Regions from separate parts of the Sus scrofa genome. Here regions 2 and 3 are each linked to region 1. The links are chromatin contacts, called in public HiChIP or PLAC-seq and promoter capture Hi-C maps. All regions are on one chromosome and are shown on one strand. Each heading gives the region's core, a stretch centred on a gene start, on an enhancer-like site or on the middle of the called end of the contact. The rest is flanking DNA. Distances are from core to core; before and after follow the strand shown. Region 1 holds the start of PTTG1IP (pituitary tumor-transforming gene 1 protein-interacting protein). Region 2 holds the start of POFUT2 (GDP-fucose protein O-fucosyltransferase 2). Region 3 holds the start of C13H21orf2 (protein C21orf2).

The links. Promoter capture Hi-C pulls out the DNA fragments that hold promoters and counts their contacts. HiChIP or PLAC-seq counts read pairs in DNA pulled down with a chosen protein or histone mark.
Region 2: a promoter capture Hi-C map of liver shows a contact between it and region 1, with 2.8 times the contacts expected there. The contact joins the promoter of POFUT2 here to the promoter of PTTG1IP in region 1. A contact is called at or near these places in 1 of 5 promoter capture datasets (liver) and 1 of 47 Hi-C or Micro-C datasets (heart right ventricle).
Region 3: an H3K27ac HiChIP or PLAC-seq map of alveolar macrophages shows a contact between it and region 1. The contact joins the promoter of C13H21orf2 here to the promoter of PTTG1IP in region 1. A contact is called at or near these places in 2 of 47 Hi-C or Micro-C datasets (heart right ventricle and liver) and 1 of 2 datasets of contacts at active chromatin or transcription factors (alveolar macrophages).

What each region holds. Positions count from the first base shown.
Region 1 is chr13:207,505,717-207,508,390 of Sscrofa11.1, forward strand. It overlaps PTTG1IP (pituitary tumor-transforming gene 1 protein-interacting protein), which reads right to left and starts at 1,373. Exons shown (of 6, transcript XM_003359011.4): 1 at 1,163-1,373. The coding sequence starts at 1,262.
Region 2 is chr13:207,816,794-207,819,467 of Sscrofa11.1, forward strand. It overlaps POFUT2 (GDP-fucose protein O-fucosyltransferase 2), which reads right to left and starts at 1,345. Exons shown (of 9, transcript XM_021071525.1): 1 at 1,165-1,345. The coding sequence starts at 1,295.
Region 3 is chr13:207,203,404-207,206,077 of Sscrofa11.1, forward strand. It overlaps C13H21orf2 (protein C21orf2), which reads right to left and starts at 1,338. Exons shown (of 7, transcript XM_021071512.1): 1 at 1,159-1,338. The coding sequence starts at 1,235. LOC102158266 (a long non-coding RNA gene) reads left to right here and starts at 1,445. Exons shown (of 4, transcript XR_299372.3): 1 at 1,445-2,223; 2 at 2,389-2,586.

The DNA.
Region 1 (2,674 bases), core at 123-2,622:
AACACATTCTGGACCTAAAGCTCCCCATTCTGCGCGACCTGACTGCCGCGCCACAGAGGTACACGTTAGTGCGCTGGGAAGCAGACGAGCAGGAACTCAAGCAGCCTTGCGCTGGAACAAGCAGCCCATAAGGTCACAAAGCGGACAGGTGCTTGGCTGTGCTGAACCGAAGCTGACCAGCCAGGGCTCTGCTCTCCACGCCTGGTGATCGCGGGACGCCCCATCCCCAGCTGCTCCTGAGATTTCCACCACCTTCCAGCAGCCAGGTCCCTGGAACTCCTGTGCCCTCTTATCCCATGCTCCCCTCACCCACCCCCAAGCACTCTGCTAGTTCCTGGTCAGTCTCCCAGGAAGTCTGGTTCTCCACCTGCCAGCCGCCACCCGGCCCAGCACCTGACACAGGTGGTACCAAGAATAGGTGGGATAAACCAAGGAAGGCTGACAACGGCTGCGGGTCTGGAGAGCGAAGAAACCCAGCCTCAGGGTTAGTTCAAGCCCTGGCCACTCTCCCCGGAGCTCCCTGGAGAGGGGGTCTACTGGGCACAGAGGGCGTGGGTGGGGGCCTGCACACAGGCCTCCCCGGAGTCTGAGCAGAGCGGAGCAGAGCCCCCAACACACCAGCCGCGCCCTCACAAGGGCTGGGCCCCTGGACTCCGGGCGGCTGACCCGCCAAGGGACAAGCAAGCTCCCAAGCCCTGCTCCCACCACCCCACAGCGCTCTCGGAGAGGGTCGTGGCGAGGTTAAGGAGCTGACCGTGCTCTCGGGCCAGGCCGCCCGCACGCTGAGCCAAAGGGCCGGCACGCAGTCTTCCCCCAGCCCCTGCTGCCCCGGCCGGACACTCGGGTGGGCCCCTGGCGGCCCCCGCAAACCGCACAGGCCCTAGGCAGCAACCTCTCGCCCCCCCCAGCACCCTCGCTTCCGGGCCTCTCGACCTTGTGCCCCCTCGCTCCTTGCCCCAGACCCCGCGCTCCCAGGGCCCTTTGATCCCCGCCCTCCCCTCGACCCCGACCCCGACCCCGCGCTCCCCGGCCCCTCGACCCCCGCCCCCTTCCTCCCGACCCCGCCTGTCAGGCCTCTCGACCCTGCGCTCCCCGGGCGCCTCGACCCTGGTCTCCCTCCCGACCCCGTGACCCTGACCCCGCGCCCCCCGGCCGCCCTCACCCTGCGCCGAGGCCGTCGGCAGGAGCAGTAGGAGCAGCGCGGCGCCGCCGAGGGCCAGTGCCCAGCGCAGCGTCGGCCCGCGGGCCCCACTGGACGCCATGGTGGCTTTGGTGCCGCTGGTCAGTCGTCGTCTGCGGCCGGACCCACCCCACTGGGACCCCGGCCAGGCGCCTCTGCCCGGAAGAGCCGCGCGCCGGAAGTGGGCGGGGCGACGGTGGAGCAAGTGCGCAACAGGAGGCCCCGCCCCCTCGCCCTACGGGCCCCGCCCCCTGCCTCTCGCGGGCCCGCCTCCCCGCTCCGCGCGGAGCTCAGTGCGCCTGCGCGACTGGGAGGGGCGGCCAGTCCCGGGCTTGGCTTGGCCCTGACCCTGGAGGGGTGGAGAATCCGCCTCCGGGAGTAGAGCTGTAGCGGTGTGTCCTGGAATGGCCCCGAGGGCGGTGCCTAACCAGCGTCCTCGGCTGCATAGCCAGCGTGCTCGGCCCCGATCCCCGCCCGGAGGGCCTCCCCCGCCCCCGGGCACCCGCGTCCCCGGACGCCCATCACCTCCGCGAGTGGAGCCTGCGGGCCGGGGACCAGTGTGCAGCGGCCGGCTCCTGGGAGGTCTGCAGCCGGAGGGCGTCGCGAAATGATAACAATACATATTGCAAGAGTCCAGTTACTTTCTTTTTAAGATTGTGTTTCCATAGTCAAAGTGGAACGGGACTTTGGGAATCGCACAGGGAAGCGATCCAACCCCTAAGCTTCCTGGGGTCACTGACTGGCGGCTTCCTGGACCAGCCTGATAAGAGCACCTCCCCCCCTAGCAGCACTGCCGGGGGGGGGGGGGGGGGGGGGGGGGGAGAAAGAGAAAAAAAGGGGGGGGCAGGGCTGGAGCGGCTGCCGCGTGCTCTCTCTCAGGGCCTCAACATCATGTTCCGGCTCCTGTTCCACTGCTGCCCCACACCTACCTCAACCCTGGAGGGGCTGCGGAGGAATCCAGGCAGTGGGCTTTGCAGTCTAACGTGGGGTCCAGCTGACCCCAGAGAGGGCTGTGCAGTCGGCCGTGATTGGGGCACGGCTCCCTGTCAGCATGGCCTGCCCTTCCCCTCTGCCCACATTGCTCGCCCCGAGACAGCCCAAGGTGGGTAGAATTTCACAGGCCCTCACCCCATTGGGTCTGTGTGGAGGACTCCTTGGCCTGGAAGACAGAGCTGGTTGCCCTGTATTTGTGCCTCCTGCAGTGCGGAGGAGCCAAAGGCGGCACCACCTCCTCCTGCCCGGTCAGCAGTGGGGGGCGTGGGTGTGGGAGATGCCAGCCCTGCCAGGTCCTCCCTCCAGGACCTCAGCTTCCATGAGCTTGAGTGCCTCAGTTCAGCTCGGCCGGATGGAGTAGGACAACCACACAGGCCGGTGTGGAAGTCCCTGTGAGGGACCACAGATAGGGAAGGGACTTCGGGAGACCACTGTGCCTTAATGACCGCTCAGGACAGCCGTCAGAAGAGGTAGGCTTGGCTAGTGGAAGCACAAGATATG
Region 2 (2,674 bases), core at 95-2,594, 310 kb after region 1:
TCATTAGAATTTCCAAATGAAAAATAAGCGTATTTTTTTTTCTTTTTTTCTTTTTTTAAAAGAGCCACACCTGCAGCATATGGAAGTTCCCAGGCCAGGAATCTAATTGGAGCTGCAGCTGCAGGCCTACACCACAGCCACAGCAACACCAGATGGGAGAGGTGGCTTCGACCTGCACCACAGCTCACGGCAACAGCCAGATCCTTAACCCACTGAGTGGGGCCAGGGATCAAACCTGCATCCTCATGGATACTAATCCAGTTCATTACCCCAAGCCACAGTGAGAACGCCTGTGTATTTTCCTACTAGTAAGAAGAGTAGCAATGTTTTCAGTTTTTGCAAATTTCTTTGGTCTGGTGACAGCTGGATTTTCCTGCCTGCTTCTGCATCCCCTGTGTATCACAGGCCTGATGGTCTCTGGAAAAACCCCACAGTAAACTCAAGAGGGAATGTGGGCAAAAGAACAGACAGCAACCTGGTGTTTCTAAGGCCTGGCAGCTGGGGGTCCTTGGACACACTTGGAGAACTGCTGCCCTATCCAAAGCAAGACCCCTCTACAAAACCCAGGCAGGGGTCCTCGGCTTCTGTCCGCCCCCCTCCCTTCTCTGCATTAGTTCTTCCCACAATCTCTGCTCCTGCAGATGAGGCTGCTTGGTAATCCTCGGCTTGGGGCTCTAACCCCCCAAGCCTGCCAACACCGAGACGAAGGGGCCCATTCACCATCTCTACACCCCGCATCCAGCGGTCTGGTTTGGGTCAAGCCCTCAGTAACCGCTGAACGACCCAGAGGCTTGTTTCTCATTCCTGAGACTTATCTACGAAAACAACCAACATCTGGATGGATCGGCCTCCGCTCCCCGTCGGGCTCCCAGGCGGGGGGCGCGAGCCAAGGTAGCCCCGGCAGCCGGGACCTCCCGGAGCCCCAGGAAGCGCAGGCCGTGGGCCCCTGTTAGGTGATGCGGGCCTTGCCCGGGGTTTGAGGAGCCCGAGAACCGGATATTCGAATGGGTGGTTCTTAAGAAAGCCAAGCCTTGTTTATCTGTAGGATCCTCTGCCCCAGGCCGGCCCCTCCGCTCCGCTCCCAGCCCCGCCCCTACCGCCGGCCGCCACCCCCAATCCGGTCCCAGCCCCCCAGCCCCGCAGAGGGCGCGGACGCGCGTTTACCGTCTGCGGGACGCCGCCCCCGACAAGATGTCGGCTGCCGACTGGCCCGGCCAGAACTCCTCGCCCGAGGCTGCGACGGGCGGCCAGGACGCTGCCCCGAGGAGCAGGCAGACGACGCTGAGCGCCGCCATGGCCCCGGCGGCCACACACTTCCGGCGACCGCGCCCCGCCCCGGAAGCGCAGCCCGCGCTCTAGCGTAGCGTCACCTGTAGCCACGGCAACGCTCCGGAGCCCGCCCAGCGCATGCGTCTTGTGTGACTCCGCGTCCGGAAGCTCCTGGGGCAGAACTTGCGAGGGGAGCAGGGGCGGGACGAGGGGCGGGACAGATGGGCGTGGCCTACCTATGGGCGGGGCTCTAGGACGTCCTCGGGGCAGGTTGCCCTGAGGCAGCTGGGGCGGAGCTGGAGCCGGAGGGAGCGGGCTGGAGCCTGGGGGCGTGCCCGGGGCGTGTCTGGGGCGGGGCCAGGTGTCTAGGCGCCGACACCCTCACCTGCCCGCCAAGCCGGGCTCCTCCTGGGCTCCGCTGCCTCCGCCTCCGCACCAGGTGCGAACACTGTCAGCGTGTGGCCTGGGGGCGGGCAAGCCAGGGGACTGACCTCAGACCCTCACGGCTGGCCAGGTGGGGTACCTGGGTCGCAGATCCGCCTGGCCCGCCGCGGGCCTTGAATTAGCGCTGCTGGGCAGTTTCTGAGATGACTGGGTCTCTCCCAAGAGGTAGGTGTGGCAGGAGGCCGTCAGGGCGGGGGTACCCGATGCTGGGCTGGGCGCAGTCTCACAGCGCGAGGAGGGCAGAGCGGGCGGCGAGCCTGGGACATTTGGGGGATGGGGTGGGATGGTGTGTGTCCCTTGGTCGGGGCGGGCTGAGCGGTTGTCCTCAGGATCTCTCCTTCCACAGCAGGGGGCCCTCTCCCCGCCCTTCACTGCGCCCCATTCCCAGGAGTGCCCCACAGACCTGTGCCCGCACTGGGCACTATCTCTGAGAGGTCGGAGCTCCTGGTGGCTCCTGCCTGGGGCCAAGAACTGTACCTGACCTGTTAGGACGATGGGGCCTTTGTAGCTCCTGGTTTGAAACCTCAGTCTCTGAGGCAGGGTGGCTGCGGCCAGCCCCTCGCTGCCATGAAGTGAAGGCTCAGGCAAGGTGGAATTATTGGCTGTCTTTGCCGTCCAAGCCTTTTTCGCTCGGAGGTGTCTGGGACCAAGCGTGTTTGCCACCGTCCACCTGGGAGGGTGCCTGGCATCATTAGAGAAATGGAAATGAAAACCACAGCAAGGTCCCACTGTTTGCTGGGCAGAATGGTCACACGCGACGCTGACAACCCCCGGCGTCGAGCCGAGGCTCAGCTGGGACCCGGTACGCCGTCAGCAAGGTATCCACACACATCACCTCAGAAATGCTCCTACAGCTTCTCGTACAGTGAGACTCACACCTGCCCCGGAGGCAGCCGTTTCATCCCTATGTGTTCACCTGAGAGCAAGTCAAAGCGCACGTACTCCTGAGGACTGCCCCTCC
Region 3 (2,674 bases), core at 88-2,587, 300 kb before region 1:
TTCTCGGATGAAGAAACGGCGGAGGCCACCCCATCTGAAGGACACGAAGACTTACTGGTTCTCAAGGCAGCTGCCCCGAGGGAGATAAACAAGGGCCTCTTTGTAAGAGGCCACTTCTGGGCCCAAACACGCGACTCGTGAACGCACTCAGCCTGAAATAGGGCCGTTGTTCCTCGCAGCTTCTGGAAGGATGACCTCGCCAAGCCCGACAACGCCACGCATTATTGAAAACAAACCACAGGGATGTTGTGGCCAAAACGCCAGATGTGCAGGGCAGAGAGAAAGGCTGTTTAATGAACAGGCAGAGCTCCGCAGTCAATGTGCTGCATTGGCTGGAGGGCGGCTGCCTCTGGCCGAGTGCCCAGCCGCACCTGAACTGTCCAGGGTACAGACTTGGGAGACGTGCTCGGAATCCCCAGCGAACACGTGTAGACCTTTCAGGAGTTTCAGAAGCACTTCGGGTCCTGCCTTGGCTCTGCGAGGGCTGGCTGCCTTGCCTTTGAGCCGACACCGACCCCACAGCACCTGTATCTCTCCTGTCTCGTGGGGACCGCCCCTCCCCCCAGGGCTCAATCACAAAAATGTTTGCTGAAGCTTCTCTCTGGGGTCCCAGTTTCCTTTCTTTCCCCTGGAAAAGGTGTTAATTCCCATGATCTCCCACCTCATCAGGCCTGGCTCCCAGGGGCTGCTGCCCATGTCAGAAATGAGACCTGTCCATGGAGGGAACTGTCGGCCCCACTGCAGCTCTCTACAGCCCAACAGCTTCTCCCAGGTAACTCCCTCCAATTGTTTCCAGCAAGGAGTGCAGGTTTGGAGCTTTGCATGAGACACCACCACTCACTCAGGAGGGGTGAACGTTCTGGAATGATCTTTGCCAAAGGCCGCCTGGGCCAATGGCAGCAACTCCCACATCCTGTGAGCCCCCAGGACCCAGCAACGGCCAGGAAGGTGAGGCCGGAGGTACCCCCGTCCCTGAAATCCTCGGCATCCTTCCCAGGCCCTTCTCGGCTGTGCCCCGGAGCAGAGATGCGGGGCGGGGGTCCTCGCTCCAGGGCGGAGGTGCTGGGCTGGGGTCTCTGTTTTCCGATAGCTCTGCCCTAGGGCTGGGTTCCCGGGGAGAGGGTGCCGGACAGGGGGGAGGACGGCCTCCGGCCTCACCAGCAGTTGAGCTTCCGCACGTTGTGCAGCTCCGAGGCCTTGGCCCGGGACAGGACCATCTTCCGCGTCAGCTTCATGGCGGCGGCCGCAGGACCCCAGACCCCGGCAGAGCTCTCGAACCGCTCGCTAACCCGAGGTGGTCGGCCCCGCCGCGGCGCGTTTCCAGGGGGCGGGGCCTATGTCGCCAGGGGCGGGTCCAGAGAGCCCATTGGCCGCCGGCGAGGGGGCGGGTCAGCGCGAGCGCAGTGGGCCGCCCGGGCTTCCTCTTCGCGCTTTGGCTCCGCCCCCCGCCCGCTCCGCCCTGCCCCGGCGGCGCGCCGCCGGTCTTGCGCCTGCGCAGAGTGGGAGGCCAGGCTCTGACGTCATCCTTCCGCGCCGGGGTTGGGGACCCACCGCCCTCGCCGAGCGTCAAGGGGGTGGGCTCTTAACTGCCCCGGGTTACAAAGAGTTAAAGAGTTGAAAGGACTTGTCCTGACCCCTTCGTCTCGGCACTTACGGAAGGAGGCAGGTGCCGAAGATACCGGCCAGCCCGAAGGGAGCCCTCACGGCACTTGAATGCTTTAGAAGTCAAGTTCTTTGGGCTGCCTGCAGAGGGCGCTAGGACAGGGATCCAGGATCTCAGACTGCTGGGGGGACGAGACCGAGACCGGCCTCCTCTGGGACCTCGTCCCCACGGCCCCGGTCCCGGCTTCGGCCCGCCCAGCCCGGTCTCAGCAAAGATCCTGCTGGTCACCCCAGCCCATCTCCGATCACCCCGGACACCTGATGCGTTCTTCGTCCCCCCTCTCCCGCGGAATCTAGTCCGTGACTCAGTCCCCTACCCGTCACGTCTCTCAGGAGCTTTCCACCCACTGGCCTCTCATGCGCCTTGGCCATAAATCCCCCGTCTTTGTTGAATTGGAGTTGAGCGCTCTCTTTCTCCTCTCACTGCAATAATTTTGAATAACGCTTTTACCAACTGGTCAGAATCATCGTTTTCTTTCACAGAGGTCAGCGATGGCTTTCTCAGAGTCACCTCCGAAGCCCAGGGCTGTGGAGGATCTCCCTGTTGGAGGGACCTCTGTGGTGAGGAGGGGTCATGATTCAGTGGGGACAGTGGGATTTTGCTGCAGGATCTCCCATCCCATCCAACACCGCCATTGTCCTTAGGAAGACCACAGGGAATTCTAAAAAGAGAAGCATTCGCACCGTAGTTTAACAACTGCTGCATTTTCTTTTTTTTCATTTTAGAAACCGTTGACGTTCCATCCACCCATTTTTATTTTAAGAGTTTGTGGAAGAACTCAAGACCCCTCAGTGGCTGTTCCTACCCACTTGGTGGCCTGAGCAGTGGGAGCTGCAGCCCAGTCTTCAGTGGCAGGCTAAGCATTCAGAATCTAGTATAGGGAACGGCCGGATGGGCACGGAGGCACCCACCTGCCACCACAGGTGAGTAGCGGTGACCTGGGGCTGCAGCGGCCCATTCACCCTGAAATGCCTCCTTGGTCGCAGGCTTCTCAGCTGCTCTTGCTCCTCC